Linked DNA regions of Sus scrofa: region 1 is linked to region 2. Evidence: chromatin contacts called from public HiChIP or PLAC-seq data. All regions are on one chromosome and are shown on one strand. The core of a region is the stretch at or near the end of the contact, and the rest is flanking DNA. Distances in the headings are between cores, read along the strand shown. Region 1 overlaps BTBD9 (BTB domain containing 9). Region 2 overlaps ZFAND3 (AN1-type zinc finger protein 3).

The links. HiChIP or PLAC-seq counts read pairs in DNA pulled down with a chosen protein or histone mark.
Region 1: a contact with region 2 is called in an H3K27ac HiChIP or PLAC-seq map of alveolar macrophages. The contact joins two enhancer-like sites. A contact is called at or near these places in 2 of 47 Hi-C or Micro-C datasets (embryonic fibroblasts and fibroblasts) and 1 of 2 datasets of contacts at active chromatin or transcription factors (alveolar macrophages).

Annotation. Positions count from the first base shown.
Region 1 is chr7:34,069,735-34,074,605 of Sscrofa11.1, forward strand. It overlaps BTBD9 (BTB domain containing 9), which reads right to left. Exons shown (of 12, transcript NM_001243303.1): 5 at 2,450-2,669. Among named protein-coding and RNA genes, the nearest start is that of BTBD9, 50 kb to the right of the region's middle. Within about 2 kb of position 1,402, at least 5 of the 83 cell types and tissues checked have an H3K27ac peak or open chromatin away from gene starts, as enhancers often do. A contact at or near this core is called in alveolar macrophages, where this site is marked.
Region 2 is chr7:33,574,975-33,580,479 of Sscrofa11.1, forward strand. The region is part of intron 3 of ZFAND3 (AN1-type zinc finger protein 3); the gene reads left to right. Among named protein-coding and RNA genes, the nearest start is that of ZFAND3, 200 kb to the left of the region's middle. Within about 2 kb of position 4,232, at least 2 of the 83 cell types and tissues checked have an H3K27ac peak or open chromatin away from gene starts, as enhancers often do. A contact at or near this core is called in alveolar macrophages, where this site is marked.

The sequences.
Region 1 (4,871 bases), core at 152-2,651, 490 kb after region 2:
TATTGAAATTCTCTCCTTGCGTGTCTGTCTACCTTACTAGGTCTCACGCTGCTTAAGACTAGGGAAGGTGTAATATTCACCTGCATATACCCAGGGTCTAGCATGATGCTTGGCACACATAAGGTATATAAGACATAACAGGACCAGAATGCCTTGCACGTACCCTATCAGCAGAGTAATAAAGCCGTGACAGACAGAGAATAGAAAACAGAAGTGAGCCTTCTCTCTCTACCTTCACTGGCCTGGGTGCTCAGCCCTGCTCCCTCAGGAGTTAAGCCAACCCAGAAGGGTTCCTCTCAGAGGCCAGCTTGTCTCCAGCTCCCTCCCAGCCTCCCACCATCCCACACATGGATGCGGCATGCAGAAAAATAAACGACATGGGTGAAGAGATAATACATGTTTCTTTGGGGTACAACTTAACATTTGGCAGCTAATAATCCGGCAGTAATGAAAACAGCCTATCATCCTCCCCTGGTCAGCTACCCTGGACCATTACATGCTGGTCCCATACTGAACAAATCTATATTCCCCTGTCATAAGCCGAATTTAAATTTGAGATGCAGTTATTACTTGTACTGTAATATCAACAGGAACAATCTCAGAAGATTTAGGTGACCATAAATGTCAGCCTGCAACCAACAGTTGTGACCAGAAAAGGTCAGCTTATTTTGTGTCATCCCCTCATTTTCTGCTGGTCCCCTCACTCCCATTCATTTTATCGCTCAGTCTCAAACTGGTTATAACCTTTTATTGAACCTCTCTGGGTTATCAGCAATGCCGGACATAATTTTACAACACATGTCAGAATCTTTTTGGCTTAAGATTCTGAATTTTTCACCTTTGCTTAGAATGATAACAACTTCTGTTAAGAAGAACAACTGGCACACGGGGAGTCCCCCATGAATGTAACACATATACTAAAACAAAGTGGCCTATAAATGTTTAACATCCTGGAGATGATAACTACCTTCGGTTTCAAATGTACTAATCTTTCCTTTTATTATTTTTATACTAATTTCATTCTTAATTAAATGAGTGAATATATGTAAAGCTTTTAGAACAGTGCCTACTATTATTAATCAGAGACTATTGGAAATAATATGTGAATTAGCTCCATTTTGCCAACTAAACATCATATTACATCCGACAAGATACATAGCAGGAAATAGACTTTTTTTTTCCTTTGCTTTGTTGGCGGCATACGGAGCTCCCGGGCCAGGGATCGTTGTGACCTACACCACAGCCATGGCAATGCCATCCTTTAACCCAGTGCACCTGGCTGAGGACTGAACCTGCATCTTGGTGCTGCAAAGGCACCACCAATCCCGCTGCACCAGAGCAGGAACTCCCAGAAATATATTCTTTATAAAAAAGAAACAGAGATAACCTCCAACACCCACGCACATGGGAAATGCTGACTCATAAAGCTTCCCTCATAAGGCCTGAAAGGCCAGGGTCATGGCAGTGTGCTAACGAGAGAAATGAACTAACCAGCAAAATCGACAGGGTCTCCTCACCACTATTAAGCCCTTCACGCCTGGACTCAAAGAAGCATGAAGAGGGCTTAGGAGACCGTACACCAGAGTCTGGGTATGTACGGTTTAGGTTAATGATAAGCATCAGTGAGGGAGATTGTTCTTGGCCACCCGACTGCTCTGGTTCTTCTACCGTCACGGCTGAAAGCAGCAACCACGGTGGGTGAAAATATCAGAGTGGCCAGAAAGGAAGGCAGGATCTTGAAGCCACTGTGAGACTGGTGGGTTCCTAGGCTGAAGCCCACCAAATTTTTTTTCACGTATTTCTTTTGTTTTGATAATGATATTCATCTATACTAAAAGACAATGTTTTCTTTATTTATAGTATAAAAGATGGTTTTAAAGTTATGATAGCATCCAAAAGTGAGGAATCAAGTAAATAATGGTAACCCATGTGGTGGAATACCAGATAACCATTACAAGTAACATTTTACAGGAGTATTTTTAAAAGAGTAGAATGTTCACAATGTATTAATTAAAAAGTGAAGTTACTTTTTATACATTTAACTTTTATAAAAAACTGTGTGGTTTAACAGGCTTCTGGTGGGCGTGTGTGTGTCTGCATAACAAAAAATACTGGTTAGATACATACAAAGATAACAGGAACTGAGATTACTAGTAATTTTTATTTTCTTCTTTGTGCTTTTCTATATTTTCTTCTTTGTGCTTTTCTATATTTTCTGTGTTTCCCACAATAAACACATATTTGTTACTTTTATAAGCAGAAATAAGCAAAAATGTTATTTTTTTAAGGAATAAACTCTCTAATTCTTCCCCAACACTAACCTTCAAGGGAAATAGCAAAGTAATGACAAAGATATAAACCATCAAATCTGTAAAACCAAAGCAGATGAGCACAAAGTGAAGCCACCTCAAATGCGTCTGTTTTTCTCCAAGTCATGCTAATGACTCACCGGCTATCTCGGTCCCACAGCAGGATGCGGATATGATTGATAATGGACGGCTGACCTAGCTTAATCTCGATGCCAGAACGGCAGTCATCATCAATTGGGTGCCGAGAAAATCCATGATCCAGATCATAATTTTGAGTGTCACCATCTAATAAGGCAGACTTCAGCTCCCCTTTTACCACCTGGGCTCCATACTTCATAGTTGCAATGTTTTCTTCTGGTACTACAATTAAAAAATAGAAAAAGCAAGGTTAATGGTTACTTATTAAATATTCCATATTTTGGGGAAAAACATAAAATTCTAGTTGACTCCACCGTGCGCATTTAATTTAATGGGAGAGAGGAGATACAGAGTGTCTGTGAGGATTAAGATACCACTACAGTTGAAATTTAATGATGCCACCACAGCCACAAAGTGCCTGGGACTAAGAAAAAGTTGTAAATACCAGAAAAAACATGCATGGAGGACAAACAAATCACCTCTGCTGAGTTCATCCTATTAGTAGCTTTAGTTAAATATCTATTGGACAAAAATAACATGTAAAAGGACCTGCACCTGCCATCTGAACAGAGCACAAAATATAAAAGCAAAGCAGACGGATCAGACCTCTTTATAAAACAGAAATAGGAAGGTTCCAACACAGCAGAGCTGTTCATCATATGTGGTTGTACTGAACCAATTAATCTGGTTAAAAAACAAAAATATGTTTAAAGGAAGATATATTTTTACTTCACTTGAGTAATTTTAAAAGTAAAAATTCAGTCTGACCTCAAAATTAACATTACAGGAACTCCCACTGTGACATAGCTGGTTAATGATCCAGCTTGTGTCTGTGGAGGCACTGGTTCGATCCCTGGCCCTACACAGAGGGTTAAGGTTCTGGCGTTGCTGCGGCAGCAGCGAAGGTCATAGCTCTGGCTGGGATTCAACTCCTGGCCCAGGAACTTCCATATGCCGCGGGTGTACCCGAAAAAGAAAAACAAAATACTATTATGGTTATAATTAAACCCCTCCCCTCTCCAACACTAGATGTACTAAGAGTCAGTTGTGCCTGGGACTCTGAAGTCCTCAAATACAAATTTTGCCTCTCAGATCTGGAACCTGTCCTCCGGGTACTAACATTCTATAACTGACACTCTCTCCATGGAGAGACAAGAAGTGGCATAAAGCGGATGTTAAGAGCTTGAGCTTCAAAGTCAGAATGTAAACAATGGTGCCACCAGATGTATCAATTTGAGGAAGTCACCTTCTCTGAACTTCCATTTCTCAATAGGGCACCTTCAATCCCCCCCAGGCGTTTCTGTTTATTTATTTTAAGGATTAAATGAAATGATGTTTTCAAAGCACATAGTAAGCTCTAAAGAAAATAACTGCCATTATTTTTTTTTTAAATAACACCAAGATAGCTAAGCAAGTTCACAGACTGTAAATAAATGCTGAATTCTCACAGAATATATACATCTTGGCTGTGTGATTTGGAAAGAGAAAGTGTGAGGTGTAATTAGGCTCTTAGGGAAAAGTAAGTCATTCATCATGGCAGATTTCTTGGAAAATGCTTTTTTTTTTTCAAATGAAGAGAGAGTGAGTAGCTCCATATGGTGACAATAAATGCAGCGAAAAAATGGGGTTGGGGTCAGTTTAGTTAACCTGCAAAAAATTAAGGCAACTCTGAAACCAAACCAAATCAAAACCTACTACTTACTCATGATCAACTTTTTAACCACTGGAAGCTTAAGTGCCACAGGCTTATAACTTCCTAAGTTCACCAGCTCACGGAAATCAGACATATACCTCCTATTTATTTTTCATTTATTTAACAAACTTTATGAATTCCTTTGACTTACTCTTTATAATAAACCTCTGAGTATAGGACGACTATTACATCCATTTCACAGACAGGGAAGTGGGGCAGACCAAGGTTAGATGGACTTGGTTGCCCAAGGTCACACAGCCAGCAAGGAGCCGAGGCGCTGTTAGAACATAGGCAGTCTGCGCCCAAGGCCTGCTCTGCTCCCTCCTTCATGAAGGGTTTCTGATGGGAAGACCACACTTTGCCCCTCTCACCAGCCCCTTCCCTCTAAGGTTACCTACGACCCAAAGGAAAGAAACAGTCTGATAATAGGTTTTAAAAAGTGACACTCAGAGAGTTCCCTGGTGGCCTAATGGTTAAGGATCTGGCATTGTCACTGCTGTGCCTCAGGTTGCTACTGTGGCAAGAGTTCAACCCCTGGCCTGGGAACTTCCGAATGTCATAGGTGTGGCAAAAAAAGGGGGAGAAAATGAGACTTAAAAGAGAAAAATCTCAGTTTGAAACTTAGGCTCTACCATTCGCTATCCCTAAGTGAGGCCTCTTAGTCTCTCTGAACCTGTTTTCTCATCTAAAAACAGTATTTTACCCGACCCGCCCACAGGGCTATTATAAAC
Region 2 (5,505 bases), core at 2,982-5,481:
AGCTGTGAGAATCACAATGGAATTTCTAGTAACCAATATTTAAATATATATAATCATTCCTTTGTGCTTGTATATGAATTCCCTTGAGGATGCTTATCTGCAGACGTGTTGATCACAGGTTGGCTCTCTTACTCCTGTAGTAGAATTGGTCCCCTTGTGTCTCTGTTGTCAGTAAATAGGAAGTGCCTGAATTGCCTTCTGTGGAGGAAATGAATGATTGGAGTCTTTGAGCAGAAGGGAATCATTTTATACCTTTTCGTGTCTTTGGAATTTTGAGCCCTATAAATATATTACTAATCAAATTAATATTTTATTTATTTGTTTGTTTGTTTATTATTTTTTGGTCTTTCGTCTTTTTAGGGCTGCCCCTGCAGCATATGGAGGTTCCCAGGCTAGGGGTCTAATCTGAGCTGTAGCCGCCAGCCTACACCACAGCCACAGCCACACCAGATCTGAGATGCATCTGCAACCTACACCACAGTTCACAGCAACGCCGGATCCTTAACCCACTGAGCAAGGTCAGGGATTGAACCCGTAACCTCATGGTTCCTAGTCGGATTCGTTTCCACTGCGCCACGACGGGAACTCCAAATTAATATTTTATTAAATAAAGTTCAAAGAAAAAATTCCTTCAAGTGTGTGGTTGTGATGCCAGGTACTTTTGTGTGGAAAGGGAGAGAATAAAGGTTTGATGGCATCTTGACAGGCTAAATGCTTTTGACCTTACTTCTGCTAATATCCTGCATTTACAGTGGTAGATTTCTTCTCTTTCCTTCCTCAGCAGCAGGTAACTTCCAGAACACTGCTGGTTGTCAGATTATAAAAGAGTCAGTGTTCTGATCTCCCACCCTGCAGTATTCAGTGTAAATACCCAAAAATGGTTATATAAGGAGAGATGAAGCCATCTTTCAAATCTCTCTCATACATCTGTTAGCCTGCAAGAGCCAAAGCTATATTCTGAACTCTTAATAGGGCCCTGCCATAATCTATAAAATGTAGCCACCATCCAGGTTTTGTTTTGGAAATGAGTTTGGTTTAGCCTCTTTTGAAGGGGGTTCCCTGAGATATTTCTGGGCCAGATTGTCTCCTCTTTCCAACTGTATCCACATACTAACATAGAGACTTCGCTTTGCTTAGATATGGACACATTTTAAGGGGGCAGATGCTATGATTGGTAGTGACCACTACCTTTTAAGTTACAAACTGTATTTAGTCACCAGAATAACAATAGGTTACAGTTACTATCTTCTCTGAAATTTAAAGTTTATATCTTACTTGTTTTGGTCCTGATGAAATCAGACTATTTAGGGGGAGGGTATTGTGGGGGAAACAATGTTTATTTCATTTCTGTCAGATAACTCATCAGAAGAATATGGTCTGCCTTGGAGTCTAAAGCCTCAGTATGGTATTTTGAAGGTTCATATATGATGGCATCATTTTGATTAGATTAATTCAGGTTCAGTGGTATGCCTTTTACTTTCATCTGCAGCTGTTAGTCTTTTCATGCCTTTGTTAAAGCTTCAATGGGAATGTAGTAATGACAGATTGTGAAAAGCTCTAACTTTCCTGTTTTAGTTTGTTAATTTAGCTAAACGTTTCTCTAAATACTTTGTATGCAGAATATTAAATATAGCTGGAGAATGCTTAAATGCAAGGTCACATTTGAAGATAGATATTCCCATAGGGCTATGCTTTACATATCTAATAGTTTGTGATTGCCTCAGAACCCTGAAAAGAATATGAACTTAGAATTTATTGCTCCTCGATGGTTAAATCTGCAACTTGATAGTGGAGGCTTCTTTCATCAGTTGAATTGAGTGAGAGTGACAGCATTGGTATATTGGGTGTATCTATGATCATATTTGACTGTTTTATAGTTCATATGTGATAGGTTAGAAAAACATTTTCAGGAATTTTATACATGCATACATGATTTTAAGAAATAATTACACCCTTTGTGAATTTCTTTTTGTCTTTTTGTTGTTGTTGTTGTTGTTGCTATTTCTTGGGCCGCTCCTGCGGCATATGGAGTTCCCAGGCTAGGGGTCCAATCGGAGCTGTAGCCCCCAGCCTACGCCAGAGCCACAGCAACGCGGGATCCGAGCTGCGTCTGCAACCTACACCACAGCTCACGGCAACGCCGGATCGTTAACCCACTGAGCAAGGGCAGGGACTGAACCCGCAACCTCATGGTTCCTAGTCGGATTCGTTAACCACTGCGCCACGACGGGAACTCCCCTTTGTGAATTTCTAAGATAGGTGATACATGCTGGTAGATGAAATCAACACTGCATTAGAATTAGCTTGATAACTTCAGCAAGTCACTTTTTCTGTGTATTAATTTCCTCTTCCATAAAAATAGGAAAGTAGGAAATGTGTTATTTAAGGTATCAATAATCTGTGGTTATTCATCTAATTTTGTATAGTGTAGGACAGTCTTATAAATGAATAGGTAAATTAGCCAAAATACGTTAGTAGATGATTGGAAAAAAAAACTTGATGATCATGAATTTGGAAAGGGGAGGAAAAAACCCCCAACATTATGGTTAGTAATAGTTTGTAGAAAAGCAAAAAATTTATTTGAAGGATGATAGATGTTTAGGACCAGCCCTGGAGTGCCTTTAGCCATCCTTTCTGAGGCTCACAATCCCAGCCCTGAGCCAGTGCTCATGCTCTCCTTTCTGCCCCTCCATATTCTTTTCCCAGTGATGCTGAGGCTCCCTCTGACACCTGTCTTTTTCCCAGTCATCAACCCATTCCTTTTATGCTGCATTAAAGTTTTTCTGGTTTCAGTGTTCCAGAGTTCTAAACTAACATGATAAACTGTGTTGATTTTTTAAAAAACTGCTTTATTGAGATATAATTCACATTCCATAAAATTCATGCATTTAAAGTTTACAATTCAGTAGTTTTTAGTATATTCACAAGAGTTGTGCCGCCATCACCACAATATAATTTTAGAATATTTTCATCTCCAAAAGAAATTCTGTACTCATAAAGTATATTGATTTGATCATCCTTAACCACATATTTTGTATAATAGTTGCTGGCTCTCGAATACCGTTAATAACTCAAAAGAGTGACTCTAGTGGTAGAGGTTTTAGACACTGTGATAAGGATATCAGAGATAATCATTTTGGTGCTTCCGATGCTGAGCTGCTCTGCCATGTAATTAGGACAGGCCCTGGATGTGGAATGAATGGATCACCTCTTTTGTATTTTATTTAGGATTAAGACACAGTTTGGGGGAAAGCTGGGCTTGTTACTAAGGGTTCCATGGCTAGCTAGTAGCTATGACAATGTGAGAGCAGTGATAAAAGGACATCTTCCAGAATTAGCGTGGTGAGCAGCAGTGACTGAATGCTCCTCCATGTTGTGACTAGTAAAGTAATTACCACCTGTACACTGCATGTTTTACATTTGTAGATCTTTACATGTAGGGACTTGTAGACATTTGTTATGGACTGTTAAAGATCCAAGGGAGAAAAATTATTTCTATGTATATCTTAATTTTAGCATTTATTTATTTATTTATTTTTAAAATTTATTTATTATCTTTTTGCTTTTCCTAGGGCCTCTCCCGTGGCATATGCAGGTTCCCAGGGTAGGGGTCAAGTTGGAGCTGTAGCTGCCAGCCGACGCCAGAGCCACAGCAACATAGGATCCGAGCCATGTCTGTGACCTACACCACAGCTCATGGCAATGCTGGATCCTTAACTCATTGAGCAAGGCCAGGGATCGAATCCACGACCTCATGGTTCCTAGTCAGATTCGTTAACCACTGAGTCCTGATGGGAACTCCTTGAGCATTTATTTTTATTCTTCTGATTAATTTTCTGTCTTTACCTGTTATTGTTAGAATCAGTTTATTTCGTTTTTGTTTTTGTTTTATTTAATGGACCTACCATATGGACATTTCTGGGCCAGAGTTTGAATCTGAGCTGCAGCTGCAACCTTCACCACAGCTGCAGCAATCCCAGATCCTTTAATCCAACCTGCTCCTCTGCAGTGACTCAAGCTGCTGCAATTGGATTCTTAGTCCATTGCACCAACAGTGGGAACTCCTATTTTTAATGAAATTTTAAATTGGCTTTTTTTGAGATAAAATTTATTTAAAATAAAAGTCAATGACATTTAAGAGTGTAATTTGGTAAGTTTGGGCATATGTATATAGTCGTGTAATCAACAGCATGATCATGATACATACTGCATTTCTATCACCCCAGAAGTTTCCTCATACCTCTTGGTTAGTTAGTCATCCTACTCCTTCATCTCTGGTTCCTGCAGCCACTGATCTGCTGTCATTACCATTTTGCTTTTTCTAAAAATTCATATCACTATAAGTATACAGTATTTAGTCCTTCATGTCTGGCTTCTTTCACTTAGCATAATATCGTTGGGACTCCTTTATGTTGTTGCATGTTCCAGTAGTTTGTTCCTTTTCGTTGTACGGGTTTACCACAATTTGTTGAGTTGACACGTGTGTTGCTTTCAGTTTTGGACTATTTTGTGTTAAGCCGCTATGAGCATTTGAATATAGGTTTTTATATCGACATATTCATATATATATTTTGCGTAAATACGCAAGAGTTGTATGTTTGATAGAGTATAGCAAGTGTATGCTTCACTATATAAGAAATTGCTAAACGGTCTTCCAAAGTGGCTATACCACTGTATATTCTATATTCCCATTAGTATCATAAGACAGTTCCAGCTGTTCCGCATCTTTGTCAACACTTGGTATTGTCATTCTTTTCAAATTTTAGCCATTCCGGTGAGTGTGTGGTAATAAATATTATGGTTTTAATTTGTGTTTCCTTAAAGTTTGTTTTTTAATGGATGTGGATATGTACTTTGTGACACTATGTTAAAAGCACCAAATGGGAAGTAATTTTGTGTTGCTGTGTCTTTTTTTTTTTTAGATTTTATTACCATTTTGCTTTGTAATCTTTATATTCTCAGAATATAATTTGATTCTCCACAATTAGAAGCACAGTTATTTTATATTTTAATTGGTTTTCTAACTGTCTAGAAATCTTTTAGATACTTAAAATATGATCAAATACTGTAATTCTTTGTGATTATACCTTATCAGTTAGGATTCTGGGGAAATAAAACCTTATATAAATCTTCAAAGTGATTTTTAACCCTTACCCTTTTCTCAGTTAACTAACAGATACATAATTGTATTTCATAAGTCATTCTTTTTTTGGTGAATTGGTAATACGAAAATATAGAAAAGAGAAGGATATACTCAGGTTTTGACATTTGATAGTTGGGATATATATAGCATGTTGAGGCATATTCTGTACAAGAATTGAGATTTTCAGCCTGCTAAGCTTCAGAGTATATATGTGTATATATATATATGTGTGTGTGTATTCAGTATATATTCATATATATTCAGTATATATATATTAATATTTATTTTTTATATTTTATTTTTTGTCTTTTTGCCTTTTCTAGGGCTGCGTCTGTGGCACATGGAGGTTCCCAGGCTAGGGG